Linked DNA regions of Mus musculus: regions 2 and 3 are each linked to region 1. Evidence: chromatin contacts called from public HiChIP or PLAC-seq data. All regions are on one chromosome and are shown on one strand. The core of a region is the stretch at or near the end of the contact, and the rest is flanking DNA. Distances in the headings are between cores, read along the strand shown.

Evidence for each region. HiChIP or PLAC-seq counts read pairs in DNA pulled down with a chosen protein or histone mark.
Region 2: a contact with region 1 is called in an H3K27ac HiChIP or PLAC-seq map of epiblast stem cells. The contact joins the enhancer-like site here to the promoter of Zcwpw2 in region 1. A contact is called at or near these places in 2 of 39 promoter capture datasets (the 3T3-L1 cell line and stem cell-derived epiblast-like cells), 12 of 484 Hi-C or Micro-C datasets (CD4 T cells, the G1E-ER4 cell line, the HL-1 cell line and 4 more), 10 of 115 datasets of contacts at active chromatin or transcription factors (bone marrow-derived macrophages, embryonic stem cells, epiblast stem cells and 5 more) and 1 of 9 other capture datasets (embryonic stem cells).
Region 3: a contact with region 1 is called in an H3K27ac HiChIP or PLAC-seq map of epiblast stem cells. The contact joins the enhancer-like site here to the promoter of Zcwpw2 in region 1. A contact is called at or near these places in 3 of 39 promoter capture datasets (the C10 cell line and the HPC-7 cell line), 2 of 484 Hi-C or Micro-C datasets (the G1E-ER4 cell line and bone marrow-derived macrophages), 16 of 115 datasets of contacts at active chromatin or transcription factors (the 230-238 cell line, bone marrow-derived dendritic cells, bone marrow-derived macrophages and 12 more) and 3 of 9 other capture datasets (adipose tissue, embryonic stem cells and liver).

The regions. Positions count from the first base shown.
Region 1 is chr9:118,038,240-118,042,162 of GRCm38.p6, forward strand. Zcwpw2 (zinc finger, CW type with PWWP domain 2) reads right to left here and starts at 2,620. Exons shown (of 9, transcript NM_001378466.1): 1 at 1,980-2,620. Azi2 (5-azacytidine induced gene 2) reads left to right here and starts at 2,283. Exons shown (of 8, transcript NM_013727.4): 1 at 2,283-2,719.
Region 2 is chr9:118,388,232-118,392,643 of GRCm38.p6, forward strand. No RefSeq gene overlaps it. Among named protein-coding and RNA genes, the nearest start is that of 4933432G23Rik, 39 kb to the right of the region's middle. Within about 2 kb of position 2,315, at least 81 of the 459 cell types and tissues checked have an H3K27ac peak or open chromatin away from gene starts, as enhancers often do. A contact at or near this core is called in the HL-1 cell line, adipose-derived mesenchymal stem cells, embryonic stem cells and 4 more, where this site is marked.
Region 3 is chr9:118,518,660-118,523,038 of GRCm38.p6, forward strand. Golga4 (golgi autoantigen, golgin subfamily a, 4) reads left to right here. Exons shown (of 24, transcript NM_018748.3): 3 at 3,859-3,924. Among named protein-coding and RNA genes, the nearest start is that of Golga4, 15 kb to the left of the region's middle. Within about 2 kb of position 2,417, at least 42 of the 459 cell types and tissues checked have an H3K27ac peak or open chromatin away from gene starts, as enhancers often do. A contact at or near this core is called in epiblast stem cells, where this site is marked.

The sequences.
Region 1 (3,923 bases), core at 1,370-3,869:
GTTTTCTACTTTTGGCAGTATTTTAAAACTGTTTTAGTAGTAGATATTTTTTTATTAAAAACATCCACTTCCTGCCAGGCAGTGGTGGCGCACACCTTTAATCTCAGCACTTGGGAGGCAGAGGCAGGTGGATTTCTGAGTTCGAGGTCAGCCTGGTCTACAGAGTGAGTTCCAGGACAGCCAGGGCTACACAGAGAAACCATGTCTCAAAAAAAAAAACAAAAAAGAAGAAGAAGAAGAACAGGAGGAGGAGGAGGAGGAAGAAGAGGAGGAAGAGGAAGAGGAAGAGGAAGAGGAAGAAGAAGAAGAAGAAGAAGAAGAAGAAGAAGAAGAAGAAGAAGAAGAAGAAGAAAGAAAGAAAGAAAGAAAAAAGAACAAACAAACAAACAAAAAAAACCCATCCCCTCCCTAAAGAACTTAGCCTGTACACATGACATGTAGAGAAAATGCCTCTAAAACAACGCTAATTAAATGCCATTGAAGATGGTATTAACATGAAAAAACTCTGCTATTACAACTCAGCAATTCTGACACTTTAATTATGTTAAGGATACAGTACTTACAACATAGAATAAACTACAGAAAAATGATTTATAGAGTGGTATGGTGAAATTTCAGTATACAATTTAAATCTACAAACTCACTTAAAACTTTATTCCTCTAAAAATATGTTGTTATTGTTTCACTACAGTATTCTTCAGATACCACACTTTAAAAAAATAAAGTTGGGCTAGAGAGAGGCTCAGTGGTTAAGGGCACTGCCTGCTCTTCTAAAGGACCTAGGTTCAATTCTCACCACCTACATGGAGGCTCAAAACTTCTGTCAACTCTTGATCCAGGGAATACAACTCTTCTGGCTGTCATGGGCACTGCATGCACATGCACATGCACACACACACACACACACACACACACATGCCAGCAAAGCATAACACACATTAAAAACAATGAAAAACAAAAAGGTTTTCATTGCTCAAACAAGGTATTATCAAAATAATACCTGTACTAACCCTAAAAATAAATATTTGCCCCTAAGAGAGCTGAGCCATAGTCGTAACTTATATCAAGGTCCATATTTTTTGATTGTTCAAAACCAAATATACTCCAGTGAAAAAATTATCTACCCATAGGCAAAAACTATATACTCAAAAACCTTCCACAGAACACTGACAGAATTTAAGTTTTCAGTTGACAAAATAATATAGTGCCAAGAAACATGAGCGTTCTTAGTTGTCAATAAATAAATATTAACTATAACTATGACTCTCACATTACTTAACCAGAAATAATCTAGAACTTGTGCTCCTTTTTCTGTCTGTGACCCCCTAAGATTGCAATTAATTTGTCTATGCCTCACCATACAGTTCAATGTTCTAGCATGCACAAGGCTTCGGGTTCAACCTCCAGCACCGCATTGCTTGGTAATGTATAAACCCAAAACCTTGGAGTCAGAAGCAGGAGGTCAGAGAAAAAAAAATTCAAGACTTTGAGGGTAGCCTGGGCTACTTGAGGCCCTGCCGCAAATTTAAAATTAAAAAACAAACGTACAAAAATATGAAGATTTAACAAACTACAGACAGAGAGAATTATAGATGACTAAAATTCTTCACCCGGTGGTGGAAACAAGTGTGTTTGTGGCCATTCTGGGATGCATAAGACTCTGCCTCAAAAAACAAACAAACAAACAAACAAACAAACCCGGAGGATTATCACCTAGAAATAACCGAGAGAGGAGACAACTCTAAGAGCCAGAACAAGTCAAGAGTTGGCCATGGGCTCCTTTTCTCCTGCTACACAGAAGAGCATCCCGGAACCCCCATGAAGTCAGTGAGCGACCTTGCTTCAAAAGATACCCAAGGAGACCGCCACGCGACCCGAAACACGGGGCCTGCGTGGATTCCAGGGGCCCCAGACACGCATCAGCTCTCGGGTTAGCACCACGGTGACAGGCGCCTCTGAGCTGAGCAGCACGGACCCACCTCACGGAATCCCAGTTGCCGCTGAGTGGAAAGGACGCGCTAGAGGGCGCCCTGAACGCGCGCCTCAGCCCAACAGCAGCCAGCCTGCGACGCTGTCTCAGCTCCACTCCGCCTCCCCGCGGCTGGGCGCGACACCTCACCCGCCGCGGGGACCACTGGGACTGGTAGTACGTACGCCCCGCCGCGGAGGCTCACGGGACTCGTAGTGCGCCTCTGCCCTACCGCAGAGGCTCATGGGACCTGTAGTACGCCCCGCCCCGCTAGAGCGCCACTTAGCGGCACCCTATATAGTCTTCAGGTCCGGCTTCCGGTTTCGTCGCGCTGCGCTGGCACCCAGCCTGTGCGCAGCGGCGACACCTTTGTGGGCGGCGGGGCGTTCGTAGACCCTTCTAGAACCCTCTAGGCCTCGCCGCCCCTGAGCGGGGCAGCGGGCGCCGGCGACCCCGGAGTTGACGCGCGTGCTGCTGGGTAACGGGCCTGTTCCGGCGGCCCCGGGCCGCCCCTGCTCGGTTCCTCTGTGACCTCCAGGGCCCCTGACTGCGGGAGCCGCGGCGGAAGACATGGGACTCCCTCGGTGCACCTGTGACGGCCACCTTGACGGGGGAAGCGGTGGCGTCTTCGAGGAAACCGGAAGCCCGTGGTGACCCCTGGCGACCCGGTTTGTTTTCAGCCGGCTTCCAAACACTGGGGAAGCGAAACCCGGTGGCCTTGGGGACCGCCCTACGTAGCCAGGGTTCAGGGTGAGTGGATCGCTCGCGCTCGCCCGGACGGTGGAGACAGCCAGGAGGGGCCTGGTGGCTGTCGCCTGGCCAGACGCACTTCGCTTTCTGTCCCCGGCGCCCTTCTGCTGTTCAGAGCGGCCCAGTCTAGCATCCCTGGTCCCTGCCATCCCACAGCCCCGCTTCCACGGGCTTTTTTTTTTTTTTTTTTTTTTTTTTTTTGCCTTCCCGCTCGGGGATTGCTCAAGTTCGGTCCGTGCTCTTGACTCGCTGGGAACGCTTTCAGTTTTATTTCCTGCACTGGGGTGGCATTTATATCGGAGAGGGAAAGAGGGACGTGGGTAGTGCCGGTGGCGTCTGGGAGTGACCATCAGTCTAACTTGCATGTTTCAGTCCCGTTTTCCGGCTGGGTTGCAAGGCAGGCTAACAGTGGTCCTCCTCGCAAGGAACTCGGAATACTCAGAAAGAGAGATAAAATACCCATGGAAGCTACTAGAAATCAGAAATACCATGTGATGATCAAAAACATTGACATACTGAGACTGAAATTGACCTCTAATCCTTAAGTACAGAAGAGCCACCCCACCCCCGTTTGAATTTTAAGTTGGATTGAACAAAATCTTAAAACAGTTTCATTTCTAGTTCTCAAAAAATGTTCTCCTTACCCTGTCTGTAGTGATCACTCCATCGTCTTAAATGGAAAACAATTGGAATTATTCGCTGAATGGCTACAGAGTGTTGAATGCTCTAGGTTTGTAAATGGACGTTTTCATGTAAATGCGAGAGATTCATTGATGTCTAAAAGGCAGCTTGCTGTCGTGGGAATGCCAGTGGATTAGATGGATAGCCCAGATGTGTAAGCATCGAGTTTTCCACTTCCTCTCTTGAGGAGAAGGCTGCTTACTCTGACTTTCTCCTTCCCCCTTTTCTGAAGTCCAGGGCTTGCTTACCCTCCAAGGCACCCAGTTATAATTTCTAAGAGCTAGGCTGGCTCTGAAGTTGACAACTTAATTTGTATGTTTAATTACTTCATCTGTAAATTGAAGAGTGCTTACCCATCTTAGTGCTTTTTTACATTGATTTAATGAATTCTTAAGAACAAGTCAGGGGGTGGTAGCACATGCTTTTTTAATAATCCCAGCACTGGGGAGTCTTGAGTTGCAGTCTAGCCAGTGCTACAAAGTGAGACATCTTCAAGAAAAAAAAAAGGGGGGGGGGGGGGAGC
Region 2 (4,412 bases), core at 1,065-3,564, 350 kb after region 1:
TGCAGGGGTGGGGTGGGGTGGGGGCGGGGAATGGATATCATCTGACCTGTTTTGTGTTTTTAGGGGTTTCTGGGTTGCTACATTGATACAAACTGTCAGGTGAAGGCTGAAAAATGGAGACCAGATCAGAGACCTCTACAGCTGTACAAGTAGCAGGACACATGTCTCTGTACTCCAATGGCAGGGGTACAGGCAGTGATGTGTGTGTGTGTGTGTGTGTGTGTGTGTGTGTGTGTGTGTGTGTGTATACACATATATATGTGATTTATTGATGTATTTATTTAATGTGTGAAAGTACACCCACATGTCAGAAGAGGGTTGTGAGCCACCATGTGGTTGCTGGGAATTGAGCTCAGGACCTCAGAAAGAGCAGCCAGTGCTCTTAACCTCTGAGCCATCTCTCCGGCCCAGGAGGAATATATTTTGAATAAATTTGGAAAGTCAAGGAACACATGGTTTTCTAAAGGTTTGTGTTGTAAGACTAGGAAGTCAAAGATCTCCTGTAGTAAAAATTACTTCATTCATTAATTCATTTTATTTGTACTTAATTTATTCGTATCTTTTATCTTGTCTCATGAATAGGCATAGGGTCTTATGAACCTCAGACTGAGCTCTAAGTGGCCCTGTGACAGGAATTTTAGGATGCCAGGCATGTGTAACCACATTTGACTTAAGCAGTGCTGGAGATTAAACCTAAGATTGTGCATGGTCGGCAAACACGCTACCAATCAAACTACAGCCTTGGTTGATTCATCGTGCAAAGCCTTAGGTATATTGATAAACTCGATTCTGGTGACACAGGGACAGTAAATATTCACCTGAGTGTCAGGACAGCCAGAGCCATATGCTGGGTTACAATTCAGAGAAGTACTACTACTACACTGGACCCTTAGCAAATATGAAAGTGTATTTAGGTTACAGAGGTCCGTGGGGGTGAAATGCAAGGGACATGGAGTAGAAATACAGTCCAGGGAGGAGAGTGGGGACATCAGTCTGTTTCTATTGCTGCGAATTCCCCAAAAACTAAGATTCTTGTGTGTTTGTTTGTTTGTTTGTTTGTTTGTTTGTTTGATTTCCTTTTTGTGGACGGTGTGGTTAAGGTCAGGAATGCATAACCATGAAGTGTGAGGTCTCCCGCTAGGAAAGGTTTGGGGGTGCCTTTGAGGGCTAGGATGGTGTTGCTTTTCAAGGTGACATCGTTGCTGGGATTAGAAACCCCGCCTGTGGTGAGTTGCGACTCCTGGAAATTATCTGAGTAGTGATGAGTGGGGTTGGGAGAGGGATGTGCGGCGCAGCTAAAGGAGAGATGGGAAGGAATGCTGCCAAAGGTCCCGGAACAGATCGGACATTCCTATCTTCCCCCGTCATCGTTGCAGGAGCATCCAATGGCAGCCACTCCCGAGGCCGAAACCACAAAATAAAGAAACCACCCCAAACCAAATAACACAGTAGGCAACGTGAGGGAAATAGTGTAGTCCCATCCACGAGTGTCACAGATTCTCTTCCGCTGATGAGAAACCGTCGTGTGGCGCCTTGGATTTGGTTCCAGACGTGGCGTTCCTCGGAGGCGGCTTCCATTCTTCCGCGCCGACTTCCCCTAAGAGAAAGGAAGTAGCTTTCTTTTTGTTGAGAGGTCTTGAGTAAGTTGGGTCCAGGCGAATCTGTTTGAAGAAGTTTTATTCTGGAGAAATTAACGGGCAGCCATGCACAAGAAAAGAGACAAATTGTTCTTTTGCTTCCAAATAAATGGTTGTTTTTGTGACACTGCCTGAATTTAAATGGTCTTCAGTTTGACTGTGAAATTAACACCTCTTTGAGGTTAATGGTGGGGGTGGGGTGTCATTCACACCTCTTCCAAAGCTATTGTTTGTCTGGAATGCAGAGGGAGCAGCAGCAGGCAGGCCCCTTCCCTAACCTCCTCTCCGGCATTGACCAAAGCTGCCTTCTGGTCCCTAGAGCTCTCGCAGAGGCTCTGCCTCATCTCTAGTGTTTGAGTTCCACACAAGAGGTGTCTGTGCCCTGTGCTCACAAAGCCAGGAGCGGAGAGCCTAGCTTGACGTCCTGGCTAGTGGCTAAGTGCCTCTGGGAAATCTTCAGACTCTAGACCCATCCAAGTTGGATTTGAGGTCTTGTTATTGTTGTTTCTTAACTTTTGCTTTTTTTATTGACACGTTATTTCTTTGTACATGGTGTTGGGCTTCATAAGCCATGACTTTAAAATCATGTGTTTTAATTGATTCACTAGAGTCCCTCCCATTCGCTCCCCATCTCCCCATCCTCCTGTCTCCTTCCTATGTTTACCTTATTCCAGTCTGTTTTCATGTCCTGGGACAGACAGACAGACAGACACACATATACACACAGAGTCTCACACTTGTAGCACAGGCTGGCTTTGAACTCACACTTCTCAGCCTCTGGAGTTCTGGGATTACAGATGTGGATTGTTACACATGGCCTTATCCTGTGATTTTTTTTTTTTCCCAAGATTCCTTCCTTGACTAAAACTCTAGGAGTTTACAGACCCTAGAATCGATGCTTTCAACCTGGAGAGCCTTAAGCCCCACGTCCTGGTGCACTTCCTGTGAGGTAAGGTTAGGTCAGGCCATGAAACAATGGTAAACAAATGGTCTCTATGAGCAGTAGACTTGTAAAGTAACATTTTCTTCTGAGGGAAGTTCTGTGGAGTTGAACGTCATCAGCTGCAAAGGGGCCTACAGCATGCAGTGGGCTCTGTTTGTGTGTCACAGCACCCACCTTTGAAAGCTGATAGAGACTCACAGTAAGCAGAGGTTCAAGCTGTCACCAAGTGAATGCCCCTGTCCTTTGAAGACTCAAGAAAGGGCTATCAAGGCTACCATAGGGAGAGAAAGAAAGGGGGTAATATGCTGACGGCGCATTTTGTTGTAAAGATGATAGTATATGTTTATAACATAAAACTGATAGTTTATTTTTTCTCTGCTATCAGTGAAATAAACCAATTCAAACCAGATTAGATTAGATTAAAGGCGGGTTTATTGAGAAACTGCTCTCTGAGTTCACTGGCCTAAAGAATTGAAGCCAGAAGAGTCGCCATAGTTAGGGGGAGAGAAAGAGAGAAAGGGCCGGCTCTCAGAGAGAGAAGGAGAAGATGAGACCAAAATGTATCGATTATATAGGGAGGAGCCTCTGGGGGAAGGGCAGCCTAGTCCCTGGGCTGGGAAGTTCAGAGTTGGGATCTGGGGTATGCTGGGAAGGGACAGAGGAATGCTGGGAGACCCTGAAGGCCAGGTCTGCTATGATATGTAAAATGTGCACCTCAGTCCCTCGTCCTGGGGTCTTAAACCAAGCAAAAACTTAAGAAAGATATCAGACAACGAGAAGAAAATTAAGTAATCTATAAGATGCACATTTGAGCCGGGCGTGGTGGCACACACCTTTAGTTCCAGCACTCGGAAGGCAGAGGCAAGTGAATTTCTGAGTTCGAGGCCAGCCTGGTCTACAAAGTGAGTTCCAGGACAGCCAGGGCTACACAGAGAAACCCTGTCTCGAAGAAAAGAAAAAAACGCACATTTGACTTCCAAGGACTTGATTGCTCCTGTTCAGATATTTTTCCAGGAATATACTTTTTTGAAGAAAACATTCTGGGCCTGAGAGATGACTCAGCAGATACTGGCGCTTGTTGAGTCAGCTTGAAGGCCTCAGTTCCATCCTCAGAGCCTTGCAGAGGTGGAAGGACAGCGGGAGTCCGCTAGGCAGCGCTCTAACCTCTGCACTCAGGTCGAGGTACTTAAGCCTCCCCAGCATGCCCCCCCATCTCTCCCTCTCTCTCTCTCTCTCTCTATCTCTCTCTTGTACACTCACACACCCCACATGACCTTAGCAAATGCAACCAATCATAAAAATCAAGAAGTCATAGCCTTCAGACAATCTTTTATCCATTTCCTTCATCTACACACACACACACACACACACACACACGCACACCATAAATAAAAATCTACCCTGGATTTATAAATTCTTATTACACAACTTTGAGCGATTCTCATCTTTCTCCCTTTTGGTTTTAGATGTTTTTTTTTGCTTGTTTTTGTTTGTTCTTGAAACAGCCTGGTGTAATCCAGGTTAGGTTCTTTTTTCTTTTAAACAAAATTATTATTTATTTTATGTGAATGAGTATTTTGCCTGCATGTATGACTGCGCACCACATTCATGCCTGTGAAGGCCAGAAGAGGGTGTCAGAGCTCTTGGAACTGGAATTACAGGTGGTTAGAATCCATGGTGTGGCTGCTAGGGATTGGACTTGAGTCCTTTGGCAAAACAGTCAGCTTGCTTAACCTCTGAGCCATCTCTCCAGCCCCCGGGTCAGTCTCAAACTCAGACTCACTAGAAGTCGAGGCTAACCTTGAACTCCTGACCTTCCAAGCCTGCCAAGT
Region 3 (4,379 bases), core at 1,167-3,666, 480 kb after region 1:
GTAAGCTATAGCCTCCTGGAACAGTTGGAGTGTGCAGTATTGTTGGCTGTGGCCATTGTTCTCTGTAGATCGTCAGAGCTTCTTTATCACACACTACTGACCCTCTGCACTTTTGTGCATTGTTTATGTTAGAATGGACTTTATGCCATGTTGCCAGATATATTGGGTGACAGGATGCCTGCTGTAGGCATCATATGTACATCAGTTAGCAAGTGGCTTCCAGGTTGGCCTTCGAAGTCCTAAACTCACTGTTCATCCCATTCCGGGTCTGTCCCAGCAGCTTACAGTTTCTTGGGGGAGGGTGACCGTCATGACGGTGGCTGTAGTATTGAGTGCTGTCGTGTTTTGCTTTGAGATCATGCTATGATTTGTATTTCATCATTTGTTTTGTTTTTGTGCCTCTGCTTGTTACACTGACTGAGACAGCTACTAGCCGGGATGGTAGCAGAGCCTGCCTTTCTCTCTGAATACACTATCTTTGCTTTGGATTCCTCCAAACAGCCCAAAACACAGACTGGCAGTGTGGTGAGTCCTTGCACCGCTTTCTGCATTCCCTTGTGGGGAATCTCCACGTTTGGGCAGCTGCAGCACGGAGTCTCATGTGGTTTCTCACTTACGCTCCCTCAGAGTGTCTTCAGTGTTGTGTTGCTAACCCTGCTCTAAAACCTCAGAGAACAAGTTGCTGAGTTTTGTGTCCGGTAACTAACTGCACTGCAGTAGCACTCCCCTTCCACTAACGTAATGTGGGCCTTCTTTACTTGTTAGAACTACCTACTGCTTACGTTTTGTCCCTTGGAAATGTTTGCTCATACTGGAAAAACCCAGTATACGTGGTTAGAAATCTGTTTTCCTGTTGGGAGGAATCCTAGAGTGTTTGAGACACGACTGACTTTTTTTTTTTTTTTTTTTTTTTTTTTTAAGGAAAATAATGTGTTGTGTAAATAAAAAATTAACAGCATTGCATAGATAGGTGAATTCTTTTATAGCATGTTCATTTCTTTATTTAGAAACTATAGGTAAGAAGTAAGCACAAAGTACATTGTGTTTTTAATTATTGTTTTTTTAAGAATGAAAGGAAACAGTTTTCTCTTTTAATGAATGAATTCATTTTAACTTTTTAAACTTAATTTTAACTTGATATATGTTTTATTTTGGGAAAGGAGACATTGTTTTCTATCTGGAGTATCTGGTAAACTGATGATTTAATAAATTAAAATGTGGCAGGATTCACTTTCTAAGGCTCGCTTGTGGTGCTCCCTTGGAGGATGGCTGAACGGGGTCTGCAGTTTCTCGAAGTGTTGAGAATTGGTTTAACTCGGTAGCTAGTGGAGAAAGCAGAACGTTTTTCTTCTTAAACCGAGTCCGTGTGAAGGCTTGGTGTACTTAGAGCCAGCAGTGCTCTTCAGGTCTAGTTTAAACTTGAGAGAAGGAAGCAGCTCAGGGGGAAGATGCGTTGTGAAGTGACATTTGGAAAGCTGGTTTCTCTGTGGCTCTGGCTACAAGGAACGCTGGCTGTTTACGGAGATTTGAAGCTGAGCCAGGAGTCTCAGCTGTCCAGACTGACAGGGAGATAGAGAAGCACAGGCTGTGTAGACTGCATTGAGGGAGATAGAGAGGCACAGGCTGTGTAGACTGCATTGAGGGGAGTGTAAACTTAAAAGGCACACTAACTTTTCACGAGTACAGACTATAAAATAATTTATTTTCAAGTCTTATCCGATTGTAAAAAATGCTGTAACGTAAGAAGGAGTACTTTAAACTATTTAGAATAAACTTCAGAAGACTAGAAAAACTACTCATATAAATTTTATGTTCATGATTAACAGTTTAAATCTCTCTGTGAGACAAAGGGAAGCCATAGGATAGTTATTTGTATAATATAAACATTTAGTGGGGATTAATTACAAGTTCATCAAGAGCTGAATTTCCTTAATTTACTTTTTTAAAGGTTTTAATTTATTTCCTGGGGATGGGCAGTATCTCTATTATTAGCCCTGGCTGTCTTTACTTGCTATGTAGACCATGCTGGCCTTGAACTTACAGAGATCCCCCTCTTTCCAAGTGCCAGGGTTAAAAGCACATGCCACCCTGCTGGGGCTTAATTTAGCTTTTAAAACATATTTCTCTCTTTAACTTAAACAAAACAGCTGTATCCTTAGTGCCCAGGAGCCAAAAAAAATGGTTATAGAAAGATTGAAAAAAGTATAATTGAGCAGATTGCAGATAAATGAAAACAACTTAACTGAAGACAAGTTTGGCAGAGAAGTGAAGCTGCAGAGTCCAGTCAGCCGAGCAGAGACAGTTGTCAGAGAATTCCCTCAGACAAAGCGCTGGTGACCTGGAGTGTCAGTATCAGATTGCAGTGAGTTCTTCCCACCTCTGGGGAGGAGGGCCCTGAGAGCTCTTATGCTGAAGGAATTCTAGGCTGGAACCAGCACTGGGTGTCAGCACAGGGCACAGGAGATTGTGGCCTGCCCTCTGGGAGCTGCTGCTTTAGTGTGGGGACAGAGATGCCCAGGTATATGTACAGCACAAAGGCATCTAAACGTTGGAGAAGAAAATATGTGGCATAGAGGGTGTTGACTCTGCAGGTGAGCCAGATGGGGATTGAAAGCTGAGCATGGAGCACAGCAGAAAGGAGGACTCTGTAGATAGTGGCAAAAATCTCAGGCTCTGCTGACTCAAGTTTACATGGTGTAGTAACCAGTGCTCCTTAGCTAAACTCTACATACTCAGCTTCCAACTTGCACACACATCCCCCACTTTGGACATTTTCAGGAACTTAAATCCTAAAGCTGGAGTGGTGGTGCTATGGAGTGGTGGTGCTATGGCAGGAGAGGGTCCTTTGAACTGAGGAGTTTTAAGACTAGCCTGGGCAGTTCAGCGAGGCCCTGTTTCATAAAACTAGAATACCGAAGAAATCCTTCATTTGTAAATATTTTGCTTTCTTTCCTGAAAATAAGGTTAAATCATATGGTACAATAAATTTATAATACCAAAGATTAACCTAGTTTATCTTGAGAAACTTGAGAATACGTTAGACAAGCATTCATTTCTCCTTTGATCTTCCCTTGGGCTACCTGTAAAGGCAGAGGAGGCTACCATGCCAGACTACAGAGGCCGTGACTCCTGCTGTGCATGCCTGGTGCAGTTCTGCTGTGATTTTCCCATGAGCCCCTTCTGTGGGTGATGAAAGGTAGAGCAGTGCTCAGGACAGAGCTCCGAAGCTCCGAGGTTCCTAGGGCGGCTCTGCAGTCGCAGCAGGAGGTAGCCAGTGAGCGGTCTTCCTTGGAGCACTCCGCTCACCAACACAAGGAAACAGAAAGCCAGTATGTGTGGAAGAAATTTTCACTAACATTTTTCTCAAAATGTTGACACTGGTTTCATTTAAGTTGCTGGCTTAAAGTGAATGAGGCATTTCAATTTTTAATTTATTTTTATTTTTTGTAACTTTGCCCAGATAATTTTAATTTGAATGGTTTTACTGCAGAGAGCAGTTGACATGACTTCTTTTTGGATAGTTTTCTATTTTAGTGAGCTTTGCTGATTGACTCCCTGTTAGTTTTTGTCATGGAAACTGAATTGGGAACATAAGGGCTTGCAGAGGTGTGTGATTAGCTTGAAATATATTTGCTACTCACTAATTTTTGCTATTGATTTCATGTTTAATTTAATAGCAAAGTGATTTTCTAAAATACTTAACCACACTACTTTTTGCCCTGCATGAAAATATTCTAATTAGCAATTACTAATTTTGTTCAGTAGATGCAAGTGTCTACTAGGTCTTACTAGTTTAACAGGTTTAAAACTTTAGTTTACTTTAGTTCACTTTTTAATGATGTTCTTTCTTGTCCTTAGAATGCATCAACTCAAGCAACAAAATCTCCAGATGGTGTCAGTAAAGATGAGTCGTCCCCCTCTCAGGTTGGTTGGTTACTTACACTACCAGGCCTTTCACAGAAGTGGCCTGTCGGTTGTTACTAGTGTGTGGCTGTCTGAAAGGGTGCTGTCAGATGCTAAGTGGCTAAAATCTTGCTCTGAGACCACATAGCATCTTTGCTCGGGTAAGACAGTTACTATTCCCATTTACAGATGCATGTTGCACAGGGACCCTTTTCCTATAACTTCCCCTCTCCGTCTGTTTAAAAACCACCCCTCCATGCCACTTCACAAACATAGGTTGGCCTTCAAGAAATCACATCTCTGTTCTAGCATGTTCTATCAGTAGAATGATAGCTATACCAAAAAGTCCCAGCCTGAGGATTTTCTTTTATAGTATCTGTTATCAGCTCTGCAGAGTCTCAGAGAATCTATTAAAGCAATACTAATCAAAAATTAAAAGTATGAAACTTTAATATCTATAGAAAAGTATGACATAT